Regions from separate parts of the Mus musculus genome. Here region 2 is linked to region 1. A link is a contact called in public HiChIP or PLAC-seq data. All regions are on one chromosome and are shown on one strand. The core of a region is the stretch at or near the end of the contact, and the rest is flanking DNA. Distances in the headings are between cores, read along the strand shown. Region 1 holds the start of Adamts10 (a disintegrin-like and metallopeptidase (reprolysin type) with thrombospondin type 1 motif, 10). Region 2 overlaps Myo1f (myosin IF).

What was found. HiChIP or PLAC-seq counts read pairs in DNA pulled down with a chosen protein or histone mark.
Region 2: a contact with region 1 is called in an H3K27ac HiChIP or PLAC-seq map of embryonic stem cells, with 5 read pairs. The contact joins the enhancer-like site here to the promoter of Adamts10 in region 1. A contact is called at or near these places in 5 of 484 Hi-C or Micro-C datasets (CD8 T cells, the G1E-ER4 cell line, bone marrow-derived dendritic cells and 2 more), 5 of 115 datasets of contacts at active chromatin or transcription factors (the HPC-7 cell line, the SCID.adh cell line, bone marrow-derived dendritic cells and 1 more) and 3 of 9 other capture datasets (adipose tissue, liver and pancreatic islet).

Annotation. Positions count from the first base shown.
Region 1 is chr17:33,522,024-33,525,616 of GRCm38.p6, reverse strand. It overlaps Adamts10 (a disintegrin-like and metallopeptidase (reprolysin type) with thrombospondin type 1 motif, 10), which reads right to left and starts at 1,532. Exons shown (of 25, transcript NM_172619.4): 1 at 1,359-1,532.
Region 2 is chr17:33,583,677-33,587,451 of GRCm38.p6, reverse strand. Myo1f (myosin IF) reads right to left here. Exons shown (of 28, transcript NM_053214.2): 11 at 3,687-3,767; 12 at 3,476-3,562; 13 at 1,773-1,859; 14 at 1,169-1,336. Among named protein-coding and RNA genes, the nearest start is that of Myo1f, 30 kb to the right of the region's middle. Within about 2 kb of position 1,286, at least 6 of the 459 cell types and tissues checked have an H3K27ac peak or open chromatin away from gene starts, as enhancers often do. A contact at or near this core is called in embryonic stem cells, where this site is marked.

The DNA of each region.
Region 1 (3,593 bases), core at 283-2,782:
TTGGCTGGGCACAAGATGACACTATGGGTGTGTATATGTATCTGTCTGTCTCTGTCTCTCCTGTGTGTGTGTGTGTGTGTGTGTGTGTGTGTGTGTGTGTGTGTGTGTGTGTGTGTACCTAGGCTTGGCCCCTGTCCCCCAGGCCCCTCCTCTGGCAGGCTGCAGGGAGGCCACTAGCCTGGGGGAAGGGCACAAGTGCTGGAAGAGGGAAAAGCCTCCCGGGAATGTGTGTGGCTCCATCACATCCTGGGGATCCTATAGGGACCAGCACTCCACACCTAGACTTTTGTAGGCTGTGCGGGAAACCCAGCTAAAGAGGTGGAGGCTTCTCAGTGGAGGACAGAGCTTCTTTGGCCAGGCATAGGCAGCCATCAGCCTGAGGCAGCAGGCTTCCTCCAGGCGCTGCACATCTGGCCTGGCTGCTGTGAGCACACAGACAAAAGGACCAGCCAGAGGGGAGGCCTAAGGGGAGGGGCTGCACAGGTCACCACTCCCATTACCACCAACCAGCTGTTAATTAAAGTGTGTCTCCCCCTGGTAGGGAGGCTCCTTGCTTCAGAGTTCTGTGGCATAGATGACCATCTGAGGGGAAGTAGCAGCCCCAGCTCCACTCTCACAGGCAGACACACAAACAAACACAATCACACTCTATAGGGCAACCCACACTTGAATAGCAGGAAGGCCTGGTTCACTAAACCCAAACACACACAACTACATACCTCCACACCTATGTATACAGAAACACATATTTCCACATGGACACCCAGACAGCCCATAAACCCAGACAAACAGGCCTATGTGCACAGTTACACAGTCCAAGACAAGCCACAAGCCTAGCAGCCTATACACGCTCATTTAACACAGAAAGTTAACACACACACATGCACAAGTTTACACATTCATAGCAGGGGGAACTAAGAAATTCTACAAACTCAGACACATATGCATGCAGGCATTTCCACTAATAACACTCCTGAGAAACGCAAATATTCAGAGACAGACACACTTGGCATTTACATGCACGAGAGGCATTTTTCTTACCCTCACTTAGGCAAACACTCAACACACCTCAACAGTCTGCCCACACAGTCGCTCCCAGATGCTGAAAGCCATAAGGTCATACAATCCGCAGAAGCACAACCATTTGGATACGTGGCTGACCTCGACCCCCGCCCCAAACCTGAGCCAACCCAAACAGGCAGTCTGTATCTGCAACACTTAGGGACATTCGGCACCAACACAGCACTCGCACAACGGGATCCGTCCAGCACATCTTGTCCCCGAGACACACAAAGTCACTTATAATCACTGCATTCCGGTGACTGCGCCGCCCAACTGGGTCCCCAGATCGCCAGTACCTGCGTGCCTGGAGCCTTCGGTCCGCTGTAGACGCACAGACTCACCGCCCGGCGCACAGGAAGGGAGGGAGCAAGCGCCCGGTGGCGTGGCCGGGGGAGGGGGCGCGGGAAGGCACTCACTTCCTGAGCAGCCTGCCAGGGTTATTAAAAAAAAAGAAAAACCAAAAAAAAAAACCCAAACCCCGCCCGCCGCTGCTGCTGCTTCCGCCGCCGCCGCCGCCCAGGGCCTCAGGCTGGACCCAAGCCAAGGACCCCGGAGCCCGGATTACCCCGCCTCGCGAAGGGCGCCCGTGTGGGTGGAGATGCTGAGGAGGAATTTGGGATGGGAGTTGGAGAAGGTTGGGGGGGGGGGTACGGGAGAGGGGAGGCTGGGGGCGGAGATAGAAGAAGGCAGGGGGTGTGAAGGGACAGAGGTGGAGAGTGGGGGAGGAGTGGACGCACACAGTAGGGGGATGGGGGGGAGGACGGAAAGGAGGGGTTAGGCGGGAAATTGTGAGGGAGGAAAGTTTGAATAGAAAGAGGTGGAGGAGATGGGGGTCCTGGAGAAAGGGGCAAAATTGAGTTGGGGGCTAGCGAGGGGGTTGAGACAAGGGGAGAGCCCAGTGCCTTGCCTCCGTTAGCCGAGTCAACAACAGCTGTTATTTATTGAGGGCTGGTCCTTGCTCAAGCAAACATTTATTGGGCGCCTCTCCGTGTGCCAGGCATGGTGCCCGAGGCTGAGTGAATAAATCTGAGTTGGGTCCCAGCCTTCACAAAGCTCCGGTCCGGGGGCTTTGATCTGCTTTGGCTCTGCTTTTGAGTTCACTTGCTTTAACTCTCTAGCAGTGAAGAGGACCTAGTCAGTTCCATTTTACAGATGTGAAAACTAAGTCCAGCCAGGGGGGCGTCATGATCATCTTTGGGACACAGTGTTTAAATCTACGAGGAGTTTGTACATGCAGGAGATGACCAGTGCAGTGGAGCAAAGCTGGGATTCCAACCAGCTTCAATCCAGGCCTGATTGTGGGAGTGTTCTACACCATTACCCCTGGTCTCAGAATTCCAAGATTGGCCCCCACAGTGGGCTTTGGCCTTGGCCTTGACCGACTCTGATTCTAGGTTTTCTTATCCTTAGAAATGGGGTAATGACAGCCTTTGTAGGGAGCAGGGGAGGAAGAGGGGTGGTTGTGGGAGGGAGCAGGAGAGTTTCAACCACAAACATTCCCTCTGTTCTGAGTTCAGCTAGGGATACAGGTAGTTCTCTGTCTCTACGTTGAACTTAGTCTTGAACTTGGAAATGGCATGTTAAGGGCTCATGCACTGTACGAAAAATTCCTATGGTGCCCGAACCCTCCTGCCCGGACCCAACTTCTCTGGACACCCTGCCAGACCAGAGGGGCTGTTAACTTTTACATACTGCAATCCCTAGAACCCATACCCACCCCTGGCCTCCACTAACCGAACTGCCCCTTGGGCCCCTTGGCCTGAGGCACCTGCCTTTGCTTTCTCAGGTTGTACTTCTGCTGTGGCTCCAGCCACCTGTCCCCAGTCTAGGGATGGCTTCCACACTCACCGTGAGAAGATTTTCAGGACCATTTGGAGCTGGGTGGCTTCAAACTAGATTCCAGGTCCTGCTACTTACCAGCTTTGAAACCTCATTCCTCAATTAATAAGTAAATCTTAGTGTCCCCCCCATCCCACCCCCTTCTACCTTAGTCCCAGAGGGTTTGGAGGGAGTGGGGAGAGAGCCTCCTTTTCCTGCCAGTGTTGGACTCAGCCCTTGGAGGGTGGTAAGAGCGACATGATGCTTTGTCCTCGGTGAGCTCCCTTGGGACTTTTGGTTTCATATATTTTAACTTATTTATATTTTGTGTACATATGTGCATGTGTTGGGGGGCTGCGCGTAGAGGACAGAGATTGATGGATTTCTGTTCAGACAATCTGAAATGACATTTGTTGTGGTTAGTTGTGTGTGTGTGATGCTTTTTTATTAGGGCTGAGGAAATACACACAGAGAAAGACACACAGAGAAAAAGACCCCCAGGAAACGAGAGCGGGGTGGGGGATGGGAAAAGCCAAACCCTGAGCCCAGGTTCGTGTGTTTATGAGGCAAGTGCTTTATCCACGGAACCATCTTCCTGGTCTTTCAATTTGATTTATTCTTCTTTTAAAGATATTTATTTTTATTTCACAGGTATGAGGTTTTGCCTGCTTTTATGGCTGCTCATCACGTGTACACAGTGCCTGAGAGGCCAG
Region 2 (3,775 bases), core at 37-2,536, 62 kb before region 1:
TTTGTTTTGAGAAAGGGTCTGACTGTGTAGCCAATTGGGGCTTGTAATTCTATTTGTAGACCAGGCTGGCATTGAATTCACAGAGCTCTGCTTGCCTTTGCCCCTGGAAGGTTGGAATTAGAGGCTGGCCTCAAATTCCCTATATAGCCAAGGATGGTCTGCTCTTTCTGTTTCTGGGATTGTAGATGTGAGTGGCTATCAGGGGGTGATTTGGAATTTTGGTGGTAGATTATTTTTTTGGAATGGGGCTTCAGCTGGGGTTGCTATTTTTTTAAATTTATTTAATTACTATATCTACATACACTGTAGCTGTCTTCAGTCACACCAGAAGAAGCTGTCAAATCTCATTACAGATGGTTGTGAGCCACCATGTGGTTGCTGGAATTTGAACTCAGGACCTTCAGAAGAGCAGTCAGTGCTCTTAACCACTGAGCCATCTCTCCAGCCCCCTGGGGTTGCTATTTTAAGTGGGATCTTTTAGAGGTCTTGCTCATGGTTTTGGCAGCCCTGGCTGAGGACATTTGGGAATATTTGCTACCCCTGCCGAGGTGGCGGAAATAGCAAGGAATCTCTTGGGAAGGTGGCTATAGCTTGGGTCAGAAACTAAGAGATTTCTGTAGCCTCTGGGAGGCGTGAGGTGGACGGGCTCCAGCCCCCCCCCCCCTTTTTTTTTCCTTCGAGACAGGGTTTCTCTGTGTAGCCCTGGCTGTCCTGGAACTCACTCTGTAGACCAGGCTGGCCTCGAACTCAGAAATCCGCCTGCCTCTGCCTCCCAAGTCCTGGGATTAAAGGCGTGCGCCACCACGCCCGGCCATTTTGTTTGTTTGTGATGGGTTTGGGGAACTGTGGGTCAGGTTTTTTTTTTTGTCAGAGACTTATAGCTAACATTGAACACTGTGGTGTGTGTGCCAGCATAGAAGACCCATCTTGTCTGTTAGGAGCTGCCTTGCTAATTAGGTAAACTGTGATTAGAGGCCAGTGTGTGTCTGTAGCTCTGGCAGAGGGGACATGAGGCAGGTGTCTAGGCGATTTCGGAAGACCTTTGGGCCACTGGGACAATCCTAGCTGGGGCCCCTCTGGAAGAGGAATTTGGTCAGAGGAGTAGGAAGTTTGCAAACTGGACAGGGATTTGTGAGGGGGCGCCCACTTAGAAGGGAGTTCCACGCACCTTGCCTGCATAGTGATGGATGACGAAACCCGCGCTCCAGCTGTTGAAGTGCTCGTGGGTGCCCACTGCCGCTTGCAGCTTTTGTAGCAGTGTCTGGTCCGCGCCGCCACCGGTAGCATGCATCGTGGCACACACATCATCTAGCACGCTCATGATGCCTGGGGGGCTCTGAGAGGAGCAGAGGTCCGGCTCAGCCTGGCTGGGGTCCTCCCTGATTGAGCCGGGGCCTGGGAGGGAACTCCTAAATACAAGCTCAAAACGTGATCGCTTTCTTTTCTCTTTCTCTTCCCCTTTCCCTTTCCTTCTTTCCCCACACCCCCATCTTTGTCTTTCCTCTCCTCCCACTTCTGGCGTGCAGGGAATCCGTGCCTCTTTTCCTTCCCCAAGTTGATATTGCTTGGAGGATATTACCAGACTCTGAAAATGTTACCAATGGGAATGTTGAGTAAATAAAAGAAAGGTGGGCAGAAGAATCAATGGATGGGTGGCTGGAAATATATTTCAAATATGGGTTCTCCTCACCCCTCAGGATATCATAAACCCTTTCCAGATACACTGGTTTAGCTCTGGAGTCCCCTGTAATGCCCCCTCCTAAAGTCCTCACCAGCTTGTTTTCGATGAGGTCACACACAATTTTGTTGTTGAAGTATTCGATGGGGGTCCAGCGGATGCCCTCTTGCACATACTCCTCCTGGAGGTGGGGGGCAGTAAGACAGTGTGGAGCCTGCCTCTCCATCTCATCACTCTTCCTTGGGAGGATATCCCTGCCTCTGGTCCTGCTGACATACAGCCAGCAGGAGTTGTAAATTAATACCCTTATTTGAGCTTTGGGCTTTTTTTCCCTCTCTCTCTCTCTAATAATTTTTTTTTATTCACTTTACATCCCAAACACAGTCCCCCTCTCTCCTCTCCTCCCAGTCCCACCCTTACAAACCCCTCCCACCATTCTCTTCTCAGAGAAGCTGGAGCCTATCTTGGGTACCACCCCACCCTGGGATATGTAATCCCAGCAGGATTAGGTATACCCATCCCTTTATTTTATTTTTTGAGATAGGTCTTATGTAGCTCAGGCTACCCCTGAACTCAATAGGTAGCCAAGGATGACCTTGAACTCCTCTTGTCTCTACCTCCTGAGTGCTGGGATGGCAAACGTGCACCACCACGCCTGGTTTATAATGGTTCTGGGGATGGAATCCACAATTTTGCATGTAGGAGGCAAGCTACTCTACTTATTGAGCTACATCCCTAGGCTGTGCTCTTCTAATATTTATTTTAAATCACTTTTTCATTGTCTTTGCTTTGTATGAGCACCTCCAGAATACATCATTTGTGCTAAACCCTTGCCTCAGACTCTGCATTTAAGACGGAGAAAAAAAATCAAAGCAGATTTATTTTCTTTTTCAGATGCTGGGGTTGGAATCCAGCAAGTCAGGCTACTCTACTGCTGAGCTGTACACTTGAGAGTTCTTGGCAGCGATTTCTGTGCTGCCCCTAGCTCTCTACCCATGTGTCGATTGCTACCTGGCACAAAGCAGTTGCTCAAACAACTGTATTTTTTTTCTACCTTTCTTTTTTGTTTTTTTTTTTTTAGCTCCTCCTTCCTTCCTTCCTTCCTTCCTTTCTTTCTTTCTTTCTTTCTTTCTTTCTTTCTTTCTTTCTTTCTTTCTTTCCACTTCTTCCTCCCCCCTCCTCTTTTCCCTCCTCTCTCCTACCTCTCCTCCTCCTCCTTCTTTGAGATAGGGTCTCTCTATGTTGCCCTGGATGTTCTAGATCAGGCTGGCCTCAAACTCACAGAGCTCCTGCCTGCCTCTGCTTTCTGAGTGAGTGCTGGGATTAAAGGTATGCACTACAACACACAACTCTATGTTTCTTATTTAAATTGGATTCCCACCTCTGCCTCAGCAGCAACCTCTATGTTCTGGTTTCAGGCATGCCCTGCATGTTCCTCCTGCTCTCTCCCCACTCCTATTCCAGGCTGGCCACAAACTCCCTATGTAGTCAAGGATGACCTTGAATTCCTGAGTGCTGGGATGAAAGGCATGCAGCACCACACCCAGTTTATGCAGCCGGTGATGGAACTCACACCTTCATGCATGCTAGGCAAGTGCGCTCTACCAACCGAATGGCATTCCTAGCTTTCCTTTTCTCTTTATAAATTATATGTGGTATTTTGTTATAGTAGCAGGAAGCTGAATCTAATGCAGCGAGCAGAGAGAGGTGGAATGAATTTGTGTGTGGGGGTCCTCAGTGGCATAGAGACCCTTAGGCTTGACGTGCTGTCTTGTGACACTTGGCTGCCCTGCCCACCTGCTCTGCCTTCAGCGTGAGCTCAATAAAAATCTGCTGCAGCTTTTCATTGACGAAGTTGATGCAGAACTGCTCAAAGCCATTTTTCTGTGGAGGAGAGGAAAGGGCCTTTCTGTTAGTGGGCTATGCAATGTCTCTGGCAAATACTGGGTGAGCCTAGGTGACAGACAGACAGGATTGGGCTGAGGGTGAGGGGCAGCCAGAGCCAAACCTGGAAGATCTCAAAGCCGTAGATGTCAAGCACGCCGATGCTGTATTCTTCCTGAGGCTTCTGCATGGCACGGTTGATGGCCTATGGGA